Regions from separate parts of the Mus musculus genome. Here region 1 is linked to region 2. Evidence: chromatin contacts called from public HiChIP or PLAC-seq data. All regions are on one chromosome and are shown on one strand. The core of a region is the stretch at or near the end of the contact, and the rest is flanking DNA. Distances in the headings are between cores, read along the strand shown. Region 1 overlaps Inpp5d (inositol polyphosphate-5-phosphatase D). Region 2 overlaps Eif4e2 (eukaryotic translation initiation factor 4E member 2).

The links. HiChIP or PLAC-seq counts read pairs in DNA pulled down with a chosen protein or histone mark.
Region 1: a contact with region 2 is called in an H3K27ac HiChIP or PLAC-seq map of embryonic stem cells, with 15 read pairs. The contact joins two enhancer-like sites. A contact is called at or near these places in 2 of 484 Hi-C or Micro-C datasets (both in embryonic stem cells) and 7 of 115 datasets of contacts at active chromatin or transcription factors (all in embryonic stem cells).

Annotation. Positions count from the first base shown.
Region 1 is chr1:87,672,356-87,677,098 of GRCm38.p6, forward strand. Inpp5d (inositol polyphosphate-5-phosphatase D) reads left to right here. Exons shown (of 27, transcript NM_010566.3): 6 at 3,928-4,015. Among named protein-coding and RNA genes, the nearest start is that of Gm33470, 50 kb to the right of the region's middle. Within about 2 kb of position 1,671, at least 11 of the 459 cell types and tissues checked have an H3K27ac peak or open chromatin away from gene starts, as enhancers often do. A contact at or near this core is called in embryonic stem cells, where this site is marked.
Region 2 is chr1:87,227,878-87,232,558 of GRCm38.p6, forward strand. Eif4e2 (eukaryotic translation initiation factor 4E member 2) reads left to right here. Exons shown (of 7, transcript NM_001039170.1): 7 at 1-981. Among named protein-coding and RNA genes, the nearest start is that of Eif4e2, 16 kb to the left of the region's middle. Within about 2 kb of position 2,819, at least 9 of the 459 cell types and tissues checked have an H3K27ac peak or open chromatin away from gene starts, as enhancers often do. A contact at or near this core is called in embryonic stem cells, where this site is marked.

The sequences.
Region 1 (4,743 bases), core at 421-2,920, 440 kb after region 2:
TTATTGTTTCTAAGTTTTAATTTATTTTTCTCTGTGTGTACATACGCATGCCTCCTTATCTGTATGTGCGTGCACTGTGTGCATGCATGAACCCACAGAGACCAGAAGAGTACCACAGATTCTCTGGAGCTGGAGTGATTGATAGGCTGTTGGGAGCCACTCCACATGGGGATTCAGAGTTGAACTTCGTTCTCTGCAAGAACAGCCAGCTCTTAACTGATGGCTTTTACCTCCAGCCACCTTTTCCTCATTTTTAAAATTTCCTTCCTTCCTTTTTGAGACAGGGTCTCAATACTTAGCTCATCCCAACTTGACCCCACTCTTCTCTTGCCTTAGTCACCACAATGTTTAGTTTATAAGCATGCGTCACTATGCCCGGCTTTAAATAAACTCACCCATAATCCCAGCACTGAAGTAGACAAAAGGGAGGATCGATGGGGCTGACTGGCCACAAGCCGTGCTTCAAGTTCAATGAAGACCCTGTCTCAAGGGAATAAGGCACAGAGGATAGAGCCATACGCCTGACCTCCTCCTCTGGCCTCTACCCAGGCACATGTGCATACACACACCACACACACACACACACACACACACACACACACACACAGAGAGAGAGAGAGAGAGAGAGAGAGAGAGAGAGAGAGAGAGAGAAACTTTTTCCTCTTTTTTTTTAAAAATATTATTTATTTCATGTATATGAGTACACTGTTGCTGTCTTCAGACACCCCAAAAGAGGGCATCAGATCCCATTACAAATGGTTGTGAGCCACCATGTGGTTGCTGGGAATTGAACTCAGGACCTCTGGAAAAGCAGTCAGTGCTCTTAACCATCTCTTCAGCCCCACAAAGAAACTTTTAATGAGCAAATAATTGCTTCCAAGTAAATACTACTAATATATTTCTAACCATACTATACAAGGAATTATTAAAGAACGGATAATAGGAGAATAAAAAATTATAAGTCACTTTATAATGCTATCTAATCCATCTAGAACAAAAACACTGTAATAATGCAAAAGAGCGCAGTGCCTAGATTAAATAAATAAAATGCAGACCAATAAGTAAACTTTATAGCAGCACATGGAAATGACGAAATTCCTAACAAAAAGCTCAAGATGGGCAGTTTATTTAAAGTGAAATACAGGAGAAATAAAGCACAGAAAGATACTCAAAGGCATAGAAGTTAACATAGGGGGGCTGGCGAGATGGCTCAACAGGTAAGAGCACCCGACTGCTCTTCCAAAGGTCCTGAGTTCAAATCCCAGCAACCACATGGTGGCTCACAACCATCCGTAATGAGATTTGACTCCCTCTTCTGGTGTGTCTGAAGACAGCTACAGTGTACTTAACATATAATAAATAAATAAAACTTTAAAAAAAAAATTAAAGAAGTTAACATAGAAGCCCACTCAGGACCCCACTCAGTCCTAGAGTATGACATTATTATGGACATTAAAAAGAGAAAATTCAGCAGTAGTGTGCATGCACTGCATATATACACAAATCCTTGAGTTTCATACCAAATGCCTTTAGACCACTTGTGGCTCTGCAAACCTGTAATCCTAGCACTTGTGAAAAGGTCAGCTCAGGAACTTTGGGAAGGTCATGAAACTCTTGCCCCTCCAGAAGGGAGAGGCTAATTAACATTTCTCAGACCACAGGGCGGGAACCGACCTGCGGGTGGGGACAGACTGTTGCCCATTTCCAGACTAGGGAAGTCCTTGTCACCTCATTCCCTAAAGACCAATCAATTTAAAGGGTGCACTGTTCCGCCAATCATATTGTGCCTAGTTGCTGATGCTCTATTCTGCCCTTAGAAACCGTATAAAAACTAGCGAAGGGGTACCAGGGGTAACCCCCTCTCCTTCAGGTCTGGGACAATCCCACTACACTGGAACAATAAATTCCTCTTGCTTTTTGCATTGATCACAGCTCCACTTCGTGGTAAGCTAAGACTCCCTGGAGTCTTACATTGGCAAATGCAGGCAAAAGAATCCGAAACTCAAGGTCATCTAAAACTACATAGCAAGCATGCTGCTAGCCTGGGCTCCATGAGACCCTGGGGGAGGGGCAGAGGGAGACCGTTCAGAAGACAGTCAAGATGTTGCAGCAGCACAGGCAGCCTGGCCACCAGTGCTGTCACCAGACATGTTAATGTTGGAATAAAGCCTCAATCATGACTCTCCCAGTTTTATAATTGGAAATAAGAAAGGAAAGACTATAGGAACAACTGTGTTCAGAACACTATTTATAATAGCAAAGATCTCAGAGTAACCCAAACTTCTAGACATTGATTTGGGAAGATCTCTTGGCAGCTTATTTTGAAAACTTTACAATGTTAAATATGTAAAAACAAGGACAGTTTTGTTTTTTGTTTTGTTTTGTTTTGTTTTAGGGATATATATTCATATATGTATATGAATGAAAACCCAAACTTAAAATTCCCCACTATGCTTTAAAGGCTTTCTGACAATAACAGAAAGAGAAATAGAGAATCCATAAAAACTAGTTCTGAAACTATCAATAGGCTTGACACTCTTTAGCTGCCAGGAGAGCTGAATCTGAACACAGGGAACCCCACCCAGCACCCCAAATTTGGATTATTGTTTTATTTTATCTTTCCCCTACCCCCAAGACAGGGTTTCTCTGTGTGGTCCTGGCTGTCCTGGAACTCGGAGATCCTCTGCCTCTCTGCCTCTCTGCCTCTCTCTCTCTCTGCCTCTCTCTGCCTCTCTCTCTCTCTCTCTCTGCCTCTCTCTCTCTCTCTGCCCCTCGCTGCCTCTCTCTGCCTCTCTCTGCCCCTCTCTGCCCCTCTCTGCCCCTCTCTCTTCCCCTCTCTGCCTCTCTCTCTGCCCCTCTCTGCCTCTCTGCCTCTGCCTCCTGAGTGCTGGGATTTAAAGGCATCAGCCATCACTTCCAGCTTCCTTTATCATTTTAAAAAGAATTTCCTATGTGACTACTGTATTTAAATCACCACACGGCCAATACTCCCCCCCAACTCCTCCCAAATCCCCTCTACCCACTCAAATTCTTATCTTGTATTCTTTATCATTATTATACATATGTGTATATATGTGTGTGTGTATATATATATATACTATATACTGCTAATGAGTAACATTTAGTGTTATTCATTGTTGCATGTTTTCAATGTGCTTTCCAGGAGGCTGGGGGGATGGCTCAGTGGGCAAAATTCTAGCTGCACAAGCCTAAGGACCAGGGTTCAGATCCCCAATATAAAGGCTGGCTGGACATGGTGGCTTGCCTATGATACTAGCATGCTTGCTGGAAGCAAAGACAGGGAATCCCTGGAGACTTAGAATCTCAGAAGTGATCTGGGCTGGACAGACTAGCTGAACTGGCCAGCTCTGGGTTCATCAAGAAACCCTACCTCCATAACATAAAGTGTGATGGAGAAAGGCACCTAATGTCAACCTCAAACCCCTACCTGCATGTGCACACACATACATCCACACCACACACACACACACACACACACACACACACCACACACACACACACACAAATAAATAAGTAAATAAATAAAATATTTAGCTCTCCAGACCAAATCTTGGTGAAACCCATGCATTTGCATTTGTGTGTGTCCTACAAACACTGAAGGTTAAGAAGCATGCTCCTTAGTAATTTTATAGCAGTTTGCGTTTCCAGATTGAAAACAGATTCTATAGGCTACACAGTGCTAAATGGATTATGCTCAGATACAGATTGAAAAGGATACAGATTGAAAAGGGTCGGGGTCTGGGCCAGGATGACGGGCCAACTGATCTTTGCCGGGGCTTGTCCTTCAGGGAAGGGTTACAGGATTCACCACTGGGGTGTGGCCTATCTGCTGTTAGGACCTGAATTGCCTGGAGTGTTTCTAGTTCCCACTAGTTGTTGAACTTTACCTTGAACCTCTGCTCCCAGGGAAGTCATCAGGACTCTGCCATCCCTGGAGTCTCTGCAGAGGTTGTTTGACCAACAGCTCTCCCCAGGCCTTCGCCCACGACCTCAGGTAAGGGGTTTGGATTTGGAAAGATGCAATTGCTATAGGAGGGACTCTGAAGGCAGACAGACGCACCGCCTCCTCACGTTGGCTAGTCTAATATAAACATCGCGGTGGATGGTGAGGATAGACTCCATGCCCTTTTGTGAAGGCATTTCCTGGCATCAGCTCCTGACTTCAGACAGTTTCACCCATCAGACAAATTGCCTGGTGTTGGAGGAGGAGGTGAGCAGGGCCATTCCCATCATTTCTCCTCAGAAATGGAAAGGCAAGGAAAACATGAGGTTCTTCAGACACTTAATCCCTGGGACTGCAAAATGGTGGTGCCCCTCCTCCACAGCTGCTCACGGCGGGGCAGGAGATGAGGGCCAAATGAAGCATAGATCTAGCTATTTTTTTTTTAGTGCCTTCAGTAAATTTAAAATCAAATAAGGGAAGGGACCTAGATCTTTATGTTATGGCATTGTTAAAAGTGAGAACTTGTAGCCAGGGTGTGGTGGCGCACACCTTTAATCCCAGCACTTGGGAGGCAGAGGCAGGCGGATTTCTGAGTTTGAGGCCAGCCTGGTCTACAGAGTGAGTTCCAGGACAGCCAGGGCTACACAGGTTTCTCTATACAGAGAAACCTGTCTCGAAAAACCAAGAAAAAAAAGAAAGAAAAAGAAAGAAAGAAAGAAAGAAAGAAAGAAAGGAAGGAAGGAAGGAAGGAAGGAAGAAAGAGGACAACATGGTCTAGG
Region 2 (4,681 bases), core at 1,569-4,068:
CTCCCTCTCTGGATGGCACCATCATTGAAGCTGGCATCATCGGAGTCTCTTGTTCTGTTGGCGTGCCACCTGGAAGACCCTTCTGTCCTGGACAAGAGGAACGGAAGAGCATGTTATCCTTTGAGAACAGGCTGACAGCAGCAACTACTACAACAGCTGAGATCACAAATAAATGGTGCTAAACCAGCTTGTCTCATGCTCTTGCTCTTTATGGTGCATCAAGATGTGGCCTCTGGATTGACTGTCACCATTTTCAAGGGATGGCACACAGACTTCTCCATGCAGGGCCATTCAGGGAACACAACTTCATAGCCACAAGCCCATTGTGTAGTCACATGGTACTTTATTCCGGGACTGTTGTGGTCTGACATTAAATAATGAGGTGACGTCTAACTCAAGACCCAACTGCCTGGTGCTCAAGTGTACTAGTTTCCATCCAGTTAGACCAATGGCTGGCCCAGAGTGGCGGCTGAGTTCAGGTCCAGCTTGAAAGTCTCTTAAGGTTGGAAAGGGGTATCCTTGGCTTTTCTTTGCTAACTTCCATTTGCCTTTAGTTCATAGAAGTCTCTTGCTTGGAACTAAGCCCTGCTTCTGTCTGTCTGTGGCCGCACATACATACTTTTTTGCTTTGTGCTAATGGGGTATTCTCTCTGGTGCCAAAGCTGCTTGGCAACCTCCTCCGTTTCCTTGCAGAGTAGATTGTCTTCCTCTTTGGTAGTCTTGCTTGGTGAGAGCCCTTCATTCTTTCTAGCCCAGGGTTACTGTGCCAGGCTCTAGGGTGAGAGGTGCCTTCATCTTGGGGTGGGGGTGTGCAGTCGCCTGTGAGGTAATCTGAATGTACATGTGCTACCCTTGTGAGTACTATGGCTTTGGCTTATATGTGCGGGCAGCTTGGCTTTTAGACCATTAACCTGCATGGAGAGTTTCAACAAGCTTTGTTAGCCATCCCCAAAACTAAAAATTAAAAAGCATTTTTGTGAACCCTGGGTTGTCTGAATGGAAGGTAACTGCAAGGTTGACTTTTCTAGAGTGCTTCGTCCAATCTGACAGCAGCACACTCCTTAACTCTAGCTGGCTGACTTAGCCCTAGTTGTGTGCCCAGGAGTCCACAAAACACAATGAGACCTTAGGCTAGGTATCCTGGGGGTACTTACGTCATTACTGCTTTATCACATTCTAACATGTCTAGAAAAGAAATTTGCTAAACTGCAGAAAGCCTGTCAGATGTTGGCTTTCTTGGGCCTTCTGCCTTATCTTTCACTGGGAGGTACACATGCATCGTAGCTGCATCAGCAAGCTCGATGGCACGTTCCAGAGCTAGAGAGTATCAGCAGCAGACTGAGCTGAGATCCCCTTCAGATCCCAGCTATGTGTGAGATGTCAGTGATGCTCCTGCCTGGGTCTGCTTCTTGTGGGTTTTATTTGAGCCAGTGAACAGCATCTACTGAGACTTGAGGAAGAGCCAGCAGTAATGATGGTTTCCCAAGTACTCTGGAGATCAGGGCTGCTAATAAGCAAGGGCATGGTTTGAGGAGTGGTTGAGCTTCACTCAAGCATTCCTCCAGCTTGCTGTTTCAGCCCAGTTTCTAGTGTTCTTCACCTGTCCGTCTTTCCAGCCTTCCCTGGTCACCCTGCCTGTTGCCATTTCCTACAGCACACCTGGATGAACCAAGAAGTAGCTGTTGCCCCACAAAGAGGCCACTTTGCTTGGTCCTTGTGTTGCTACCTGTCCCTAAGAAAGATAAAGCTTATTCACTTGTTTGTATCAGGTCACAGCTCTGGAACTTGCCATGTAGTCCTCACTGGCCCCCAACTTCACCTCAGACTGCTGGGATTAGAGGTGTGAGCCACCATGCCAGCTCTCATGCCCAGCTTGTGGCTCCTCTGAATAAAGCAGATTTGAGTTTTCATAGGTTTGGGTCCTTACATCAAATGGCTCACAGCATCCTCTACTTGGGGGGGGGGGGGGGGGGACTCCTACCACAGACAGAATTCTGGGACCACTAGGGTACTGCTGCCACAAAGGCAGTTAACACAGACAGCACTGTTGTGAGAAAATTGCATCTGGCCTGGGATGGCAAAAGGACCCTCTTCCCATAATGGAGCACAGTGCTGGAGAAGCTGATGGGAGTTCTCTGCAGAGCGTAAGGAAGAAGGGAAGAGAGAGGCCAAATTGTGGAGTCTTCCTTCACCTGGTCTAGCTATCATTGTATTTCAACATTGAACTTTAATATACAGATGAGGGCCAGCTCATTCACTGCCTTAGTTCAGTCATAACCTGGTGGTCCTGGGCCACTTTAAACTTAGAGCTGTCTGACCTTGCATTGTGTGCTATATATACCCAGACTAGCAGGTGGCTAAACCCCTTTCTAGTGAGGGCTGGCTGAGAGCAAGGCACTGGTGCCTGTAGGCTTTGGGTGGAGATTAGAAAGCAGGGAATTACAAACAAATGAGATCTGGTGAGATAGGATCAGTGGACCTTAAAGAGTCTTTCTTGCTGTCACTGGAATCTCCTCAGAATTCTCAGTGGGCTTTGTTCATCTCTGGTGTGTTCGTTTCTAGACACTCAAATCATAAGGCAATTTTTAGGATAACTTCCTCTTTAAAAGAAGAGCATTTTGAAGTTACCTGATGTGCTTGGGCTGCCGAGTGGAGGGACAGTGACTAGACATTCACACCTGGCTGGCCTCTGAGGACAGGAGTGGGTGCACCATTGCTCACGGCCACGTGCTTTATTTCCCTGAATCCATGCAAGGAAATTTCCAGACCCAGAATCTTCATGTCTAAGCATAGAAAATAGGAAGTCAGTTTAGTGTGTCGTGTACTAGAGGAACCTCTTCAGCCTTCCGGGTCTTCACCCAATGAACCATTGTTAGGCAGAGTTAGTAGGGACTGGCCCTTCTGGAAACAAAGGGATAAATGAGATGGACTTCAACCCTGCTGTGTGACCTTGTTGACCTCTTAGTTACTTAAAGTAGAAATTAAATCTTGCTGTTAGGTTCCCAGGTCATTGTCCAAGTGTTGGATTTTTACTTGTCTTCATTGAGAGTAAAGAGGGAAGCCGCCTCCCGCATCCCTTAGGAGCCAGAGAACAGCTCATCACTGTGTCTCCAGAAAGAGCTCGGGAATTGACAAGTTCTGGCATACTTCTTTAACAGTCTTAGGTTTTCCTGTGAGCCATTTGTCATAAAATAGTAGCTTTTCTGAAAATTAAAAAAAATAAAATAAAAAAGCTGCTATTCTATAGAATAGCATATATAACGTACATTGCCTAGTCCTTTATTAATAATCTTACTTGATTTTGAGACGTGGTCTCCCAGTGTAGTCTTGGCCATCCTGGAATTCACTATGTTCCTGTGTTTCCCAAGTACTAAGATTAAAGGTGTGTGCCACCTTTGAAGAAGAAAGCCTACCTAGAGTGCCTGGTAATGAAATCTACTTTAGTACTAAAATATCAAATGTGTAGTGAGAGGCGGGGTGTGTTGTCACTCAGTGCTGTTGCTACCTTAAGCCAAGAAGAGAGTAATTGCCTGGCCTGTAGTGTAAGCCTTTAATCCCAGCACTAAGAAAGCAGAGGCAAGCAGATGTTTGTGGGTTTGAGGCCAGTCTGGTCTACAGAGCAAGTTCTAGGCCACCATTAAGTTTGATACACAGTGCCCAGGAGAGTCACTGCTTTCAAACTGAAAAGTGGGTAGGGCAAAAAGGCGAGAGAAGTTAGGGTTCTGAGAGCTTCTGGACCCCTGGAGGAATCTGATTTTCTCCTTCATACAGCAGCACGGAGGCCTGTTTGTGGGACACTGGCTGAGCTGTGAGTGCATGCGTGCGTGCTCTCACACCCCTAGCTGCTTCCTAGTCGTAGTTCTGAGTTGTGTTCCTCACATTTATGGTAAGCAGCATGGAAGCTGTAATGAGCTCTGTTAACTGAAAATGCTAGCTGCCAGGGCCCACACATCTTAAATCTAAAGATAAGACTTACCCAGGTGCTTTCAGAAGCAGGTAGAATCTTAGGTATTTACCATCTTGAGTTTAAAAAAGCTAGAGTCTTGGAAAGGTAAAAGCAGAGAAGATGACATATTGCTGGGTTGCATCTTTAGACAACATAATGCTGGTGGATCCTTGGCTGTACCCTGAGGCTCAGGCCTGGTGAAGAAATGGTTTCTGCTACCTGGTTCCCAAACCCAGTGCAGCAAAGGCAAGAACTGTTGCCACTTGCTGAAGCAAGATGGAAGTATTTGTGGACATGGCTGAGCTTCGACTCTGACTTCAGTGACCGCGCCTTCGCTGCTGTTGAAGGAGCACTGGGAAGTACTCAAGGGAGTAGTGAAGGCTAGACTTCCTAAGTAAAACAAGCTGAAAACGACAACTACCTGCCATCTAAGAAGAAAGCCTGCTGGCCCTCACTCTTGACTCAGCTCCTGTTTCCAGTCAGCATGGAGGGATCGAGGTGGGAGGTGGGGTGATGGTGTCTGCTCTGTTCTAAGCGTTTGATCTGAATGTGCTGTTGTTTTTGTCTCTGGTTTACCAGGGCCTGGGAGGAGTTTCATGGCCTGGTGAACAGCAGCGGCCGCTGATCGGACGCTCCCCCTCTGTCTCTCACACTCAGGGTAGGGCCTTGTCTACCTTCTCTGTAACCCCATGACATACCTCTCAGCTATAGGAACCCTCTCCCCAAGGGGATGCC